4 separate regions of the Mus musculus genome follow, and regions 1, 2 and 4 are each linked to region 3. The links are chromatin contacts, called in public Hi-C and HiChIP or PLAC-seq maps. All regions are on one chromosome and are shown on one strand. Each heading gives the region's core, a stretch centred on a gene start, on an enhancer-like site or on the middle of the called end of the contact. The rest is flanking DNA. Distances are from core to core; before and after follow the strand shown. Region 1 overlaps Reep3 (receptor accessory protein 3). Region 2 overlaps Reep3 (receptor accessory protein 3). Region 3 has its middle 19 kb from the start of Gm31416. Region 4 has its middle 6.1 kb from the start of Gm31763.

What was found. Hi-C and Micro-C count contacts between places; a contact is called where the count stands out from the background. HiChIP or PLAC-seq counts read pairs in DNA pulled down with a chosen protein or histone mark.
Region 1: a contact with region 3 is called in an H3K4me3 HiChIP or PLAC-seq map of bone marrow-derived macrophages, with 2.8 times the contacts expected there. The contact joins two enhancer-like sites. A contact is called at or near these places in 11 of 484 Hi-C or Micro-C datasets (the MC3T3-E1 cell line, brain, cerebral cortex and 6 more), 2 of 115 datasets of contacts at active chromatin or transcription factors (bone marrow-derived macrophages and embryonic stem cells) and 4 of 9 other capture datasets (adipose tissue, bone marrow-derived macrophages, liver and 1 more).
Region 2: a Hi-C map of uterus shows a contact between it and region 3, with 6 times the contacts expected there. The contact joins two enhancer-like sites. A contact is called at or near these places in 1 of 15 datasets of contacts at CTCF or cohesin (the NIH/3T3 cell line), 4 of 484 Hi-C or Micro-C datasets (Th1 cells, cerebral cortex, peritoneal macrophages and 1 more), 2 of 115 datasets of contacts at active chromatin or transcription factors (bone marrow-derived macrophages and embryonic stem cells) and 3 of 9 other capture datasets (adipose tissue, liver and pancreatic islet).
Region 4: a contact with region 3 is called in a Hi-C map of B cells, with 1.9 times the contacts expected there. The contact joins two enhancer-like sites. A contact is called at or near these places in 1 of 15 datasets of contacts at CTCF or cohesin (the NIH/3T3 cell line), 20 of 484 Hi-C or Micro-C datasets (B cells, CD4 T cells, the G1E-ER4 cell line and 14 more) and 7 of 115 datasets of contacts at active chromatin or transcription factors (the 230-238 cell line, bone marrow-derived dendritic cells, bone marrow-derived macrophages and 3 more).

Annotation. Positions count from the first base shown.
Region 1 is chr10:67,024,541-67,027,240 of GRCm38.p6, forward strand. All of the region lies in intron 5 of Reep3 (receptor accessory protein 3), which reads right to left. The region is part of intron 2 of Gm31763 (predicted gene, 31763); the gene reads left to right. Among named protein-coding and RNA genes, the nearest start is that of Gm31763, 21 kb to the left of the region's middle. Within about 2 kb of position 1,296, at least 250 of the 459 cell types and tissues checked have an H3K27ac peak or open chromatin away from gene starts, as enhancers often do. A contact at or near this core is called in adipose tissue, bone marrow-derived macrophages, cerebral cortex and 2 more, where this site is marked.
Region 2 is chr10:67,047,763-67,050,462 of GRCm38.p6, forward strand. All of the region lies in intron 2 of Reep3 (receptor accessory protein 3), which reads right to left. Among named protein-coding and RNA genes, the nearest start is that of Gm31763, 44 kb to the left of the region's middle. Within about 2 kb of position 1,284, at least 116 of the 459 cell types and tissues checked have an H3K27ac peak or open chromatin away from gene starts, as enhancers often do. A contact at or near this core is called in the NIH/3T3 cell line, adipose tissue, bone marrow-derived macrophages and 2 more, where this site is marked.
Region 3 is chr10:66,851,611-66,854,310 of GRCm38.p6, forward strand. No RefSeq gene overlaps it. Among named protein-coding and RNA genes, the nearest start is that of Gm31416, 19 kb to the left of the region's middle. Within about 2 kb of position 1,316, at least 144 of the 459 cell types and tissues checked have an H3K27ac peak or open chromatin away from gene starts, as enhancers often do. A contact at or near this core is called in the 230-238 cell line, B cells, the NIH/3T3 cell line and 7 more, where this site is marked.
Region 4 is chr10:66,997,590-67,000,414 of GRCm38.p6, forward strand. No RefSeq gene overlaps it. Among named protein-coding and RNA genes, the nearest start is that of Gm31763, 6.1 kb to the right of the region's middle. Within about 2 kb of position 1,387, at least 45 of the 459 cell types and tissues checked have an H3K27ac peak or open chromatin away from gene starts, as enhancers often do. A contact at or near this core is called in the 230-238 cell line, B cells, bone marrow-derived dendritic cells and 1 more, where this site is marked.

The sequences.
Region 1 (2,700 bases), core at 46-2,545, 170 kb after region 3:
GCGATCTTAGGGATCCAACCTTCCCACTGTCAGGAGGCCAGCATACTGCTCTATTACCATATGCTGATTTGACGACGGTCCAAGCAACAGTGTCCACCAGCGATGGACTAAAACCTCTTCTAGCTTGTGAGTCAATACAAACCCTGCTCAGGAAGCCAATGAGCACACTTTGTTACCAGAAGGTAACAAAGGCCTGGAGTACAATCCCTAAGATTTACTTGTTTCTCTTCCGTGTGTGGGTGCTTTGCCTGAATCTGTGTCTGTGTCTGTGTCTGTGTACTGTGTGGAGGCCATGCCTGTGGAGGCCAGAAGGTGTATCAGAGCCCCTGCAATGGGAATTATAGAGGGTTGTGAGCCACCATGTAGGTGCTGGGAAGCAACCTGGGGTCCTTTACAATACAGCAGCTGGCGCTCTTAATACCTCAGCCACCTCTCCAGTCCCCTGAGTACAATTTCTAGGGCTGACTTTAATGAGCTAAAGTGGCCCCCGAGTATTGACTGGATTGTTCCGTTGCCAGCTGTGGTGCTTCTGACTGGTGCGCTCAGTAGCTAACACCTACCTCACAAATGAACTAGAGTACTGTTGGAGGATGTGTTTGCTACCGGAGCAAGATGTTAAGAAACCAGAAGATGGGCTGAGTCTTAGGTTTCTGCACTACTGCATCTAGAAAGGTCTTATATCGAACAGGTCATTAACATGCAAACTAAGTATTTATTCAATTTAGTCCTATCTTTTTTTCTCCCATAACCTCAGACACAACCCAGAGTTATCTGGGCAGAGGAACCTCAGTTGAGGAAATACCTCCGTATTACCCGTAGACAGCTCTGTAGAACATTTTCTTTTTTCTTTTCTTTTCTTTTTTTTTTTTTTTTGGTTTTTCGAGACAGGGTTTCTCTGTATAGCCCTGGCTGTCCTGGAACTCACTTTGTAGACCAGGCTGGCCTCGAACTCAGAAATCCACCTGCCTCTGCCTCCCGAGTGCTGGGATTAAAGGCGTATGCCACCATGCCCGGCTTGTAGTGCATTTTCTTGATTAAAGATTGACATGGGAAGGACCGGCCCACAGTGGTGGGTCTAGCAGGAGGTCCGGAGTTGTACGAGACAGCAGGCTGAGCCAACAATGGGAAGCAAGTCATACGCCCCCTCGATGGCCTCTGCTTCAGTTCCTTCCTCAATTCCTGGCCGGACTTCCTTTAGCAATAGGTTGTGAAATAATCCTCCCCTCCCCCAAGCTGCTACTGCTCAGGCACAGAAACTTATCAGTTGTGATTGCTAAAGAGTTCTTCATAGACAGCAGGGTTTCAGTGTAAACACTGGAGTCTCCCAGGCATCTCAATGGAGCACCATTCACCTACTAGGAGGTTATAGCCTCAGGCTTAAACTCAGAGCAGGCCCAACTCTGGGATCTGGGGACTCACTTAAGGCCTGGACTGTAATCTAGCTTTTGAGTTACACACCCTCCTATTATCAGTACCTAGACTTTATCAACAACATCTAGGTTTCCAGGAAGTTAAATTACTGTACAGAAAAGGCAGAAAGTGGGGCTAAGGGCGTAGCTCAATTGGTCAGAGTGCTGGCTCAGCATGAGCAGGCAGAAAGCCCTGGGCTCCGTTCCCAACACTGAATAAACAGGGCCTGGTGGTGTGTGTCTGCAGTCCCAGCAATTAGGATGCGAGGCAGGAGTTTTACAGCCGTCCTCAGCTACGAAGTAATTCCGAGGCCAGCCTGGGACTAGTCTTTGGGGAAAAAGAGGATGGTGGGGAAAAAGAAAAGAAAAAAAAGGAGGTATAAATCGTTGGTTGGTTTTAGGCCATCAGAAGGTCCAACAGTTTTTATTACATGGGGAAGTTGGAGTTCCCACTGTATAGACTGAACCACAGGTAAATGAGAACAGAGGGAAAAGAAAAAAGTAGCACTGTGAAGTTGAGAAGCATTCAATGCATCGTAATTATTCAATGTTGCTGTTTCAGAGGAGAGGCGTCACTACATAATAATCACAGCCAAAGGCCAGCCTGTTCCCTCCAGTGTCATAGCGACAGCACAAAGGTCCACCAGTGCAGGAGTCATGCTTGCCACCCGATATGTAGTGGCTATACCTTCCCTGCCCCAGAATCCCAATCACACCCATAAAGTAGTCGCAACGCAAGCCTGCAGTACGTGGGGAAATATGCAAAAATGAAGACAGCATAATGTTTATGCAGATGGGACACGTGACTGAATTTCTTTCCTTTAAACTATTTCTTTAATATTATGAATTAGTAGGCTTATTTAATAAAGGTTTAAAAAACATTTTAAAAAATTAGTTTTAAAATTAGCACACCAAGTAATGGGGTTTTGTTACACAGCATTTCCATACACCTTTGTCGGTACATGTCCTTCTCACCCTGGCTTAATGAAGTTTTGATTATAATAACGGGTTACACAATAACAATTTCTGATCCATTTGTCACTATGGTTTGTGTATCTAATGGCTCACTCCTATCATAAAAAGAAAGCTAGGCACCACGAGTGGGGGGTGGGGTGGGGCTCTTAAGCCCAGCACTGGGGTGATACAAGTAGGCCAGTCCGACGTTGTCTCATAAAATAACATAAAGATAAAAGAAGAAGAAAAGAGAAAGAAAGAAAGAAAGAAAGAAAGAAAGAAAGAAAGATATCTCTTAAAAAGATTTACAATTACCTTTTAAAGTGTGCAGGTGCCT
Region 2 (2,700 bases), core at 34-2,533, 200 kb after region 3:
CCAGAGCGCTTGTGGACACTGAGTACTGGGGGGGGGTGAGGGGGTGGCGGGGGGGAGGGGATATGGAGAAATTCTCAGATGAGGGTTCCTTAGAAATGGCAGAGAGCTGAAAAAGATCTCTTCTGTTTCGTGAACAATTATGCAATAATTTGGTTATTTCACAACAATTTTCTCCCCCTTTAAAACAAAGAGGAACAAAATGTGAGAAATCAAATTGGAAAAAAAAACCAAAAAACCAACAACAAAAAAACCCTCCCTCTTTTATTCAACCCAGATGGCTGTGCCATGGGATGTTTCTCAGAGCTGTGCCAAGTTAGAGGCACGGTAGAAAATAAGCTAGCTTTCAAGACAGATTTAACATGGGCAGAGCCTGCGTGTGAACACGTGGAGTCTGTCTGCTCTGTCCTCGTCCCTTGACACGGGCTCCTGGGATTGAACTTAGGTCACCTGCAAGGGCATTTATTTACCTGCAGAGCCATCTTTCCAGCCCTGGCCATCATTGATGAACGTAGACGGAATGTTGGTTTACAATGGTCTAGCGCTGGGCTTCCTCTGTTTGGAGGTGGATCTCTGCCCACTGTGTCTCACGTGGGTGTTTTAATTGCTGTCGCATTTACCATGACTCCTGGGTGGGAGTTCCACAGTCCCACAGTGAACCCACAGCAGCATGAGTAACCTGCAGTTTCCAGTTCTAGCCGCCCCAGGCCCTACAGAAGACCCAGTGGCTCTGAAGGACAGAGCTGTGCTTAAGGCATGTGTGTCTGGTATGGAAACAGACGTAGCCCTGTGTGTCTCATCCCTGATCTCCTCGGTGTCCGAGAAACCTGGGAGAAGGAAAAGTGCAGAAACCTTTCAAAACGACAATTAATTTAAAAAGTGTTGAAAACAAGATGCAAAACTTAGGGCCAGCATCCAGGAAACCACTCCCAGGAGCACAAGGGAAGGGAAGAACGAACGACTTCTCTGCCCCAAGACTTTTCCATCCCCGTCGGCTGAGAATTCATGCTTCACCCCCACCCCCTTTGTTTAAAGTCCTCTTGATTTATTTGGGATAATACAGAGTTATAAGAGACACTGCCTTGTTTAACACCGTACAGAACTTCTCAGGCTTTAAAGGGGGTGGGGGTGGGGGTGGGGGTGGGGGTGGGGGAGCAGCCAATCCCTGACACTAGAGTGGGTCATTTGGCCATCTTGGAGATGAACCTGGTACATCTGTAGGCTGTACCCGCGTTTCTCTCTTCCTTTGCATTTCAACATCTCAGATCACTACTTTTCTCATCTGAGTCACCCCAAGGGGCGGTACCATTCCACAGGCATCTCAGTCAGAGAGAGGGAACGAAGGGCCACACTGAGTCTACCTGGAGTCTGGGCCAAGATTCTAAGGACAGTGGTTCTCAACCTTCCTAATGCTACAACGCTTTAACACAGTTACTCATGTTGTGGTGACAAACCCCCCCCCCCCATCATAATATTATTTTTGTTGCACCTTCCTGTCACTTTGCCACAGTTATGAATCGTAACGTAAATATTTTTGGAGAAAGAGGTTTGCCAAAGGGGTCGCAACCCACAGGTTGAGAACCACGGCTCTAGAGGAAAGCCCACAGCACGAAGGGTGGCTACCAAAGGGGAAGCCTCACCCACAGACACCAGGCCAGCCTCAAAACATGGAAACCAAGAGGAAGTCTGACTCAACTTGTATTGTGTGGTTAACTGTGTTAAAACCTGTTCCTTGTAGTCCACGTTGTTAATCGATTCATATGTTCCTAAAACAAATAACTTGTCAGTACCCAACTGTATATAAGAACTTATTGTAACTTTTGTTGTTGTTGTTTTGTTTGTTTTGTTTTTTTTCGAGACAAGGTTTCTCTGTGTAGCCCTGGCCTGTCCTGGAACTTACTCTGTAGACCAGGCTGGCCTTGAACTCAGAAATCCGCCTGCCTCTGCCTCTCCATTGTTGGGATTAAAGGCCTGCGCCACCACGCCCGGCTGAATTAATTGTAACTTTAAGAAGCACGATTTGGTACACTGTAGGTGGTGGAAGTCTGCCCAAGGAACACTTTCTTCTCTTTATTTCACCCTCACTCCCCCCACTCCACCCCCCCCCCCACCTCCCCATGTGGTCTCTATGTAGTCCTGACTATCCTGGAACTTGCTTGGTAGGCTAGGCTGGCCTTGAACTCACGGACATCCACCTGCCTCAGCCTCCTGAGTCCTGGGGTTAAAGATGTGTGCCATCACGTCTGGCCAGCAACCTCCTTTTTATTGAGCTAATGGGACTCACGGTGTTGCTTTCATACTTTGTTCGTTTACTCCAGGACCTTTTCTTGCTTCCTCTCCCAGTTTCCTTCCTCCCTTAAAAAGGCTATTTATTTATTTCTCATCACAAACTTACACACCGCAGAGTTACATCTAGATTCTGCATAGGGGAGAGAGAGAAAAGTATATTTACATATAACATTTTAAAAATCGTCAATATCCTCCCCTTAGCTGTGGATGCGAATCTCTCTGGAGGGGCCGGTAAGATGGTTCCGAGGGTGCAAGTCTGAAGACCAGAGTTCAGTCCCAGAATCCAGGTATAAAGTCGGATGCAGTGGGGTGCATCTGTAATTCCAGCACTCCTACTGTGATCTGGGAGTCAGAGATGGCAGAATGAGCCAGAGCCTCACAGTCAAGCCAGCCCAGAGTTCATAGCCCAGTGAC
Region 3 (2,700 bases), core at 66-2,565:
TTTTATTATGCAGAAAAATGAAATTCAAATAAGAAACCACATTCCTTGAAAAAGAGAAAAATGATGGAGACCATGACATCTGACATTCATTCTATGTATGCATGTGTGTGCCTGTATGTGTGTGTGCTGCATGTGTATGTGTGTCCACATGTGTTTTGGGGCTTGCGTGTGCATGCATGCATATGTGTGCACATGCATATGTGCACAGGAGTGCATGTGTGTTCCAGTGTGTGTGTACATGTGTGTACTGCATGTGGTTGGGTGTTTGTACATGTGTATAAATGTTCAAATGTCCAGAGGACAGCCCCCAGTCACTTGTCTGTCAGGAGTCACACTTGTTTTTTACACAGGGTCTCTCCCTGGCCTAAAGCTCAGCCTGGTTTTTGCTATCTCCACGTCCCTAGTACTGAGATTACAAGCATCCATCATGAGATTCCCAGAAGATACCAGTTTCATGGGGATGCGTTGCTTCTAGAGGTCAAGCTCAGGTCATCATGCTTGCAAGGCAAGCACTTGACTAAGCCACTTCCCTATCGCCTGATACTCACTTCTGATGGTAACAGTCAGCTTAGTGTTCAAATAGCATAGAGCGACAAAAAAGAATAGAGCAATTCCCAGTTCCGACTGTAAATACAGACAGTGATAAACAGGTTCTAGCCAGGTTTGTTTAAATCAAGGGCTAGAGGCAAGCAATACTGGTCAAGACCCGGTCCAGGCCACCATCAGCTCAGATGCAGTCTGCCCTGGGAGGTGATCTGATAAGCTCTCAAACTGCGTTAAATCTCGGGGCTGGAGAGATGGCTCAGAGATTACAAGTACTGGCTGCTCTTCCAGAGGTCCCTGGTTCAATTCCCAGCACCCATGTGGCAGTTTATGTTTGTCTGATCCTCCAGTTGCAGGGGACCTCATACAACCAAAAAGTCATGCAAGCAAAACATCAATGCACATGAAAAATAAAATAAAATAAAATAAAATAAAATAAAATAAAATAAAATAAAATAAAGAAGTCATCAAAAGGAATCTTTTTTTTAAACTGTGTTAAATCTCTTTCAGGAAAGCAAACCCCTCCTCTGAGGGGCACCAGGCTCGTAGCTCTTCCCTTTTCCCAGCATGAGACTTCTGGGGAAATTCCAGTTTCTTGAAGACCATTGATTCAACAGTCTGATAGCCAAAGGGGGGACCCCAAGGGCTTCTTTAGCTTGCCTTCATTGCTGCCAGGACAGGCACAAAAGGAGAGTTGCTGTCTACACACCAACCCGTGACCTACTCAAACAGTGAGGAGAAAAATGGAGACAGAAATAGAAACTGCTTCCTCCTGGCACCCCAGCCCAGCTGATGATGTCTTAGTCATTGTCATGTGCGGCTACAGACTAACATCTGAAGACAGAGTCGGAGGAGGTTGTGAAATAAATTATAATATAGTCGGTTGGTTTTTTTCTTTAATCTGCTTTAAATTTTGCACTAAGCAAACCTTAAACAAACAAACAAAAATCTCGAAAGTAGGAAGAGAGGTCACTTTTATTCAAGGAGACAGAGCAGTTAGTTACCAAAAAAAATACCAGCTTTGCTAGGCGTGCATTTTAATTTGCCCTGCATTGCGTTGTTATCACGAACAATCACGAAGCAAATTGTAGGCAGATGCCTCTGGCTGTCCGAAAAGCGTATCAAATGAAAGACAAAGTTTCCTTGGTTCTTAGCAAATGTCATGAGGTTTTTGGGCAACGCTGAAATGCTCAAATGCAATTGAGAATGATAATCAGGTCTGCCAGTAGGGGGCGCGCAAACCAAATTTAGAAAGCGCTTCGAAATGGGCGTTTACGGAAGGAACGGATTAGGGAGCACAGCAAACTAAAGAGCAAAGTCAAATCTTCAGGGTAAAGCTTCTGCCATCTGTGCGAGAGCACAGATCTCAGAAGCTTAGGAGGTGGAAGGGACAGCTGTAGGTAGAATGCAAGACAATCCATCTAACGCCCGTTATTATTTACCCCTTTATTTCTACACCCTATTTTTATTTTGTTCATTTGGTTGGTTTTGCTCTTTACATAATGCTGGGTGTCTGTCTCAAATGCCAGCTAATAAGCACGTTCGTCAGCTAATAAGCACGTTCCTCATTTCTCCCATACATCTGATCTGAGTTTCATGATTCCTAGAACTCTTTAGCCTCTGTCCCCTGACCCTCAGGTTGTAATAACTAATTAACTCATATGCAACTTTACTGTTTTTTTTTTTTTCAAAACAAGGTCTCACGTATTGTGGGATAGCTTCCAAGAGTGACCCCGAATTTCTAATCCTCCTGCCTTCACCTCCAAAGTGTTCCAAGAGTTTGGATTACCTGCTTCACCACAACGCTTGGTGGCGTGGTGCTGGGGATGGAACCCAGGGCTTTTCGCATGCTCAGCAAGCACTCTTTGAGCTACTACACCTGACGCTCTGGCTCTTGCAGAACTTAAAAGACATCCTTTGCTAACCAAATCACTTAAGTTTTACTGGAAGTGAAGCATAATGTTGCACTCTACTAATCAAGTATAGATTGCTTTCCCTTGAGTTAGGCAAAATTCAATCTTGTTTAAAAAAAAAAAAAAAGACAAGAGTCCTTCCTCTGCCTACAATTTACAAATCCATCTATTTTCAACAGAGTCCTTCAAAATTCTGCACCAGCTTTTCTCCCAATAAACAACAGGTCCTCGTCTCCTAAAATAG
Region 4 (2,825 bases), core at 137-2,636, 150 kb after region 3:
GTAGTTGCTAGGAATTTAACTCAGGTCCTCTGGAAGAGCAGTCAGTGCTCTTTAACTGCTGGGTCATCTCTCTAGCCCCAGAGAACAACTTTGTGTGTGTGTGTGTGTGTGTGTGTGTGTGTGTGTGTGTGTGTGTGGTTTCAAAACAGGGTTTCTCTGTATAGCCCTAGATGTCCTGGAACTCACTCTGTAGACCAGGCTGGCCTCGAACTCAGAAATCCACCTGCCTCTGCCTCCCAAGTGCTGGGATTAAAGGCGTACGCTACCACTGCCTGGCCAGAGAACAACTTTTAGAAATGCTTTATCTCTGCTATGGATTCTGGGATTGAATTCAGGTCTTCAAACTTGGCCGCCAATGCCTTTACCCACTCAGAGAGCTCACCAGCCCATCTTTGAGAATTTAGACAAATGTATAGACGTCCACATATATATATAGCCAGGATTAAACTAAACTGTTAGTATTAGGGGATTTTTTGTTCCCTCACACTGGCTAATTTAAAATCCTTTCATATATTCTTTTTGTATCTTCTAAATTTTCTAAAGGAGTAGGTCAGTTTTTGAAACAGAAAGCAAAGCAGTAACGTTATTGATCGTTATTAGTTTGACATGTGTGGGCACCTTCTACACTTGGAGGGATTAATTTAATAAAGAGGACTGAGAGGCAGGAAGGAGATCAGGGACCTTTGCAAAGGAGAGAGAAAGACAGAGAGAGAGAGACAGAGAGAGAGGGAGAGAGAGAGTGGGAAAGAGAGGGAGAGAGAGAGAGAGAGGAGAGAGAGAGAGAGCGCTGTCAGGCAATGGCACACGTCTTTAATCCCAGCACTTGGGAGGCAGAGGCAGGCAGATTTTTGAGTTCTAGGCCAGCCAGGTCTACAGAGTGAGTTCCAAGACAGCCAGGGCTACACACACACACACACACACACACACACACACACAGAGAGAGAGAGAGAGAGAGAGAGAGAGAGAGAGAGAGAGAGAGAGAGAGAGAGAAATCTGCCCCCTCATGGAGCAGAGGCAACTGATTGAGAGGCACCCAGTCTGCTGAGGTCATTGTAGAGCTCTGACGGGAATTCATGACTACGATTATTTTGTGCCCAGGGAAGCAATGTCTCAGGTGTCCTGGTTACCTCCTTCTCTCTAGGTCAGAGCAGGACATGTGCCAAGATGATGATGGCCACCCCATCCTGAAAGTGCCCCACCTCATCTGAAATGAGATGAGATGTCATCATATCTAGGGCAAGGGAATGTTAGCACCAAGTTCGGGGACATTTGTTTGCTGTGGGGTCAGCCTTTACCGCTGGCTAACTGAGGCAGCCGAGAGACAGTCAGACACATACCCTTCATTCTCTTGTGACATGTCTGAGTTTCATTTCCTCTTTGTGATCTTTCTAGGGAAACCCCAGGGCTACTGGGTGACCTGTGGGGTGACTCTCTAGCCGCCGCTGCAGGCGTTGGCACTGCATCTTTCTCCAGCGCATCCCCTTTTTCCCTCCTTCCTCTCTCTTTGCTCTAACTGGCCAGGCTTATATTTCCTTGGCAGGGTTTCTCACCTTCTGCATTTCACCATAGTGGGATTTAGACCACCTTCTGGAACACAGGAATACCTCAGTTGGGGGGTGGGGCACGGTAATAGGAAACTAGATATTTAGAATATAATATTGGTCCCAATTTAGTGACTGATGGTGGTTCTAGCTTGAAGAATTGGATGGACACCGGCTTGTCACCCGTTGCCACGTGTAGCATGAACGAAGCCCTCAGTGAATATTTTTGGATGAATTTATTTGTTTATTTAAAGATTTATTTATTTTATTTATATGAGTACACTGTAGCTGTCTTCAGACACACCAGAAGAGGCATCATATCCCATTACAGATGGTTGTGAGCTACCATGTGGTTGCTAGGAATTGGACTCAAGGCCTTTGGAAGAAGAGACAGTGCTCCTAACCACTGAGCCATCTCTCCAGCCCTTTTGGATGAATTTATGATGCTTTTATAACTAAATGAAGACTGCAAAAAGATTAGAGACAGAGTCTCACTGCGTAGCGCTGGCCATCCTAGAACTCAATATGTAGACCAAGTTGACCTTGAACTCACAGAGATCTGCCTGCCTGCCTGTACCTCCTAAATTATGAGATTGAAGGTGTGCATCTCTGGCACAGAAATAATAATGATGATAATAATAATGTTATTGTTATTGTTGTTGTTGTTATTATTATTATTATTATTATTATTTTAAACCTTGTCTCTCTATTTAGTCCTGAGTGTCCTGAAACTTACTATGTAGAGCAGGCTGGCCTCAAAATCATAGAGATTGGGTTGCCTCTGCCTGTCTCCTAAGTGCTGGGACCAAAGGTGTGTGGCCCATGTGCCTGGACCAGTTGTTTGTTTGCTTAAGGTCTCATATGTTGATTAACCTCAGGCCCCAGGGCTAGCTTGAGGTTGTAGTTTTGTTTCCAGCTGGTTTCCTGTATTCATCTTTTTTTTTTTCCATTTCACCTGTTAATCACTTTTGCTTAGCCTACAGGAGGATCTGGAGTGGATGCCCAGAACCACATTCATCTGTACTTACAGGGCCCCTGGGGTAGAGGCAGAGACAGCAAAAGTTCAAACTAGATAGATTGCAAGTGCACAGACAGCCTGGGCTACAGTGATTCCTGTCTTAGAAAGAATGAGAAGAGGGGAGACGCCTTGCCGGAGGTCAAGCCGATTTTATTCTGGTTGAACCTAAACAGAAACCTCTGTGAAGAATGCTACGGACTCAAGAGTAGCTGGCACGTGATGGACTCAGAGCTAAATCTGGAACCTCTTGCTTCTGAGCTATTGCT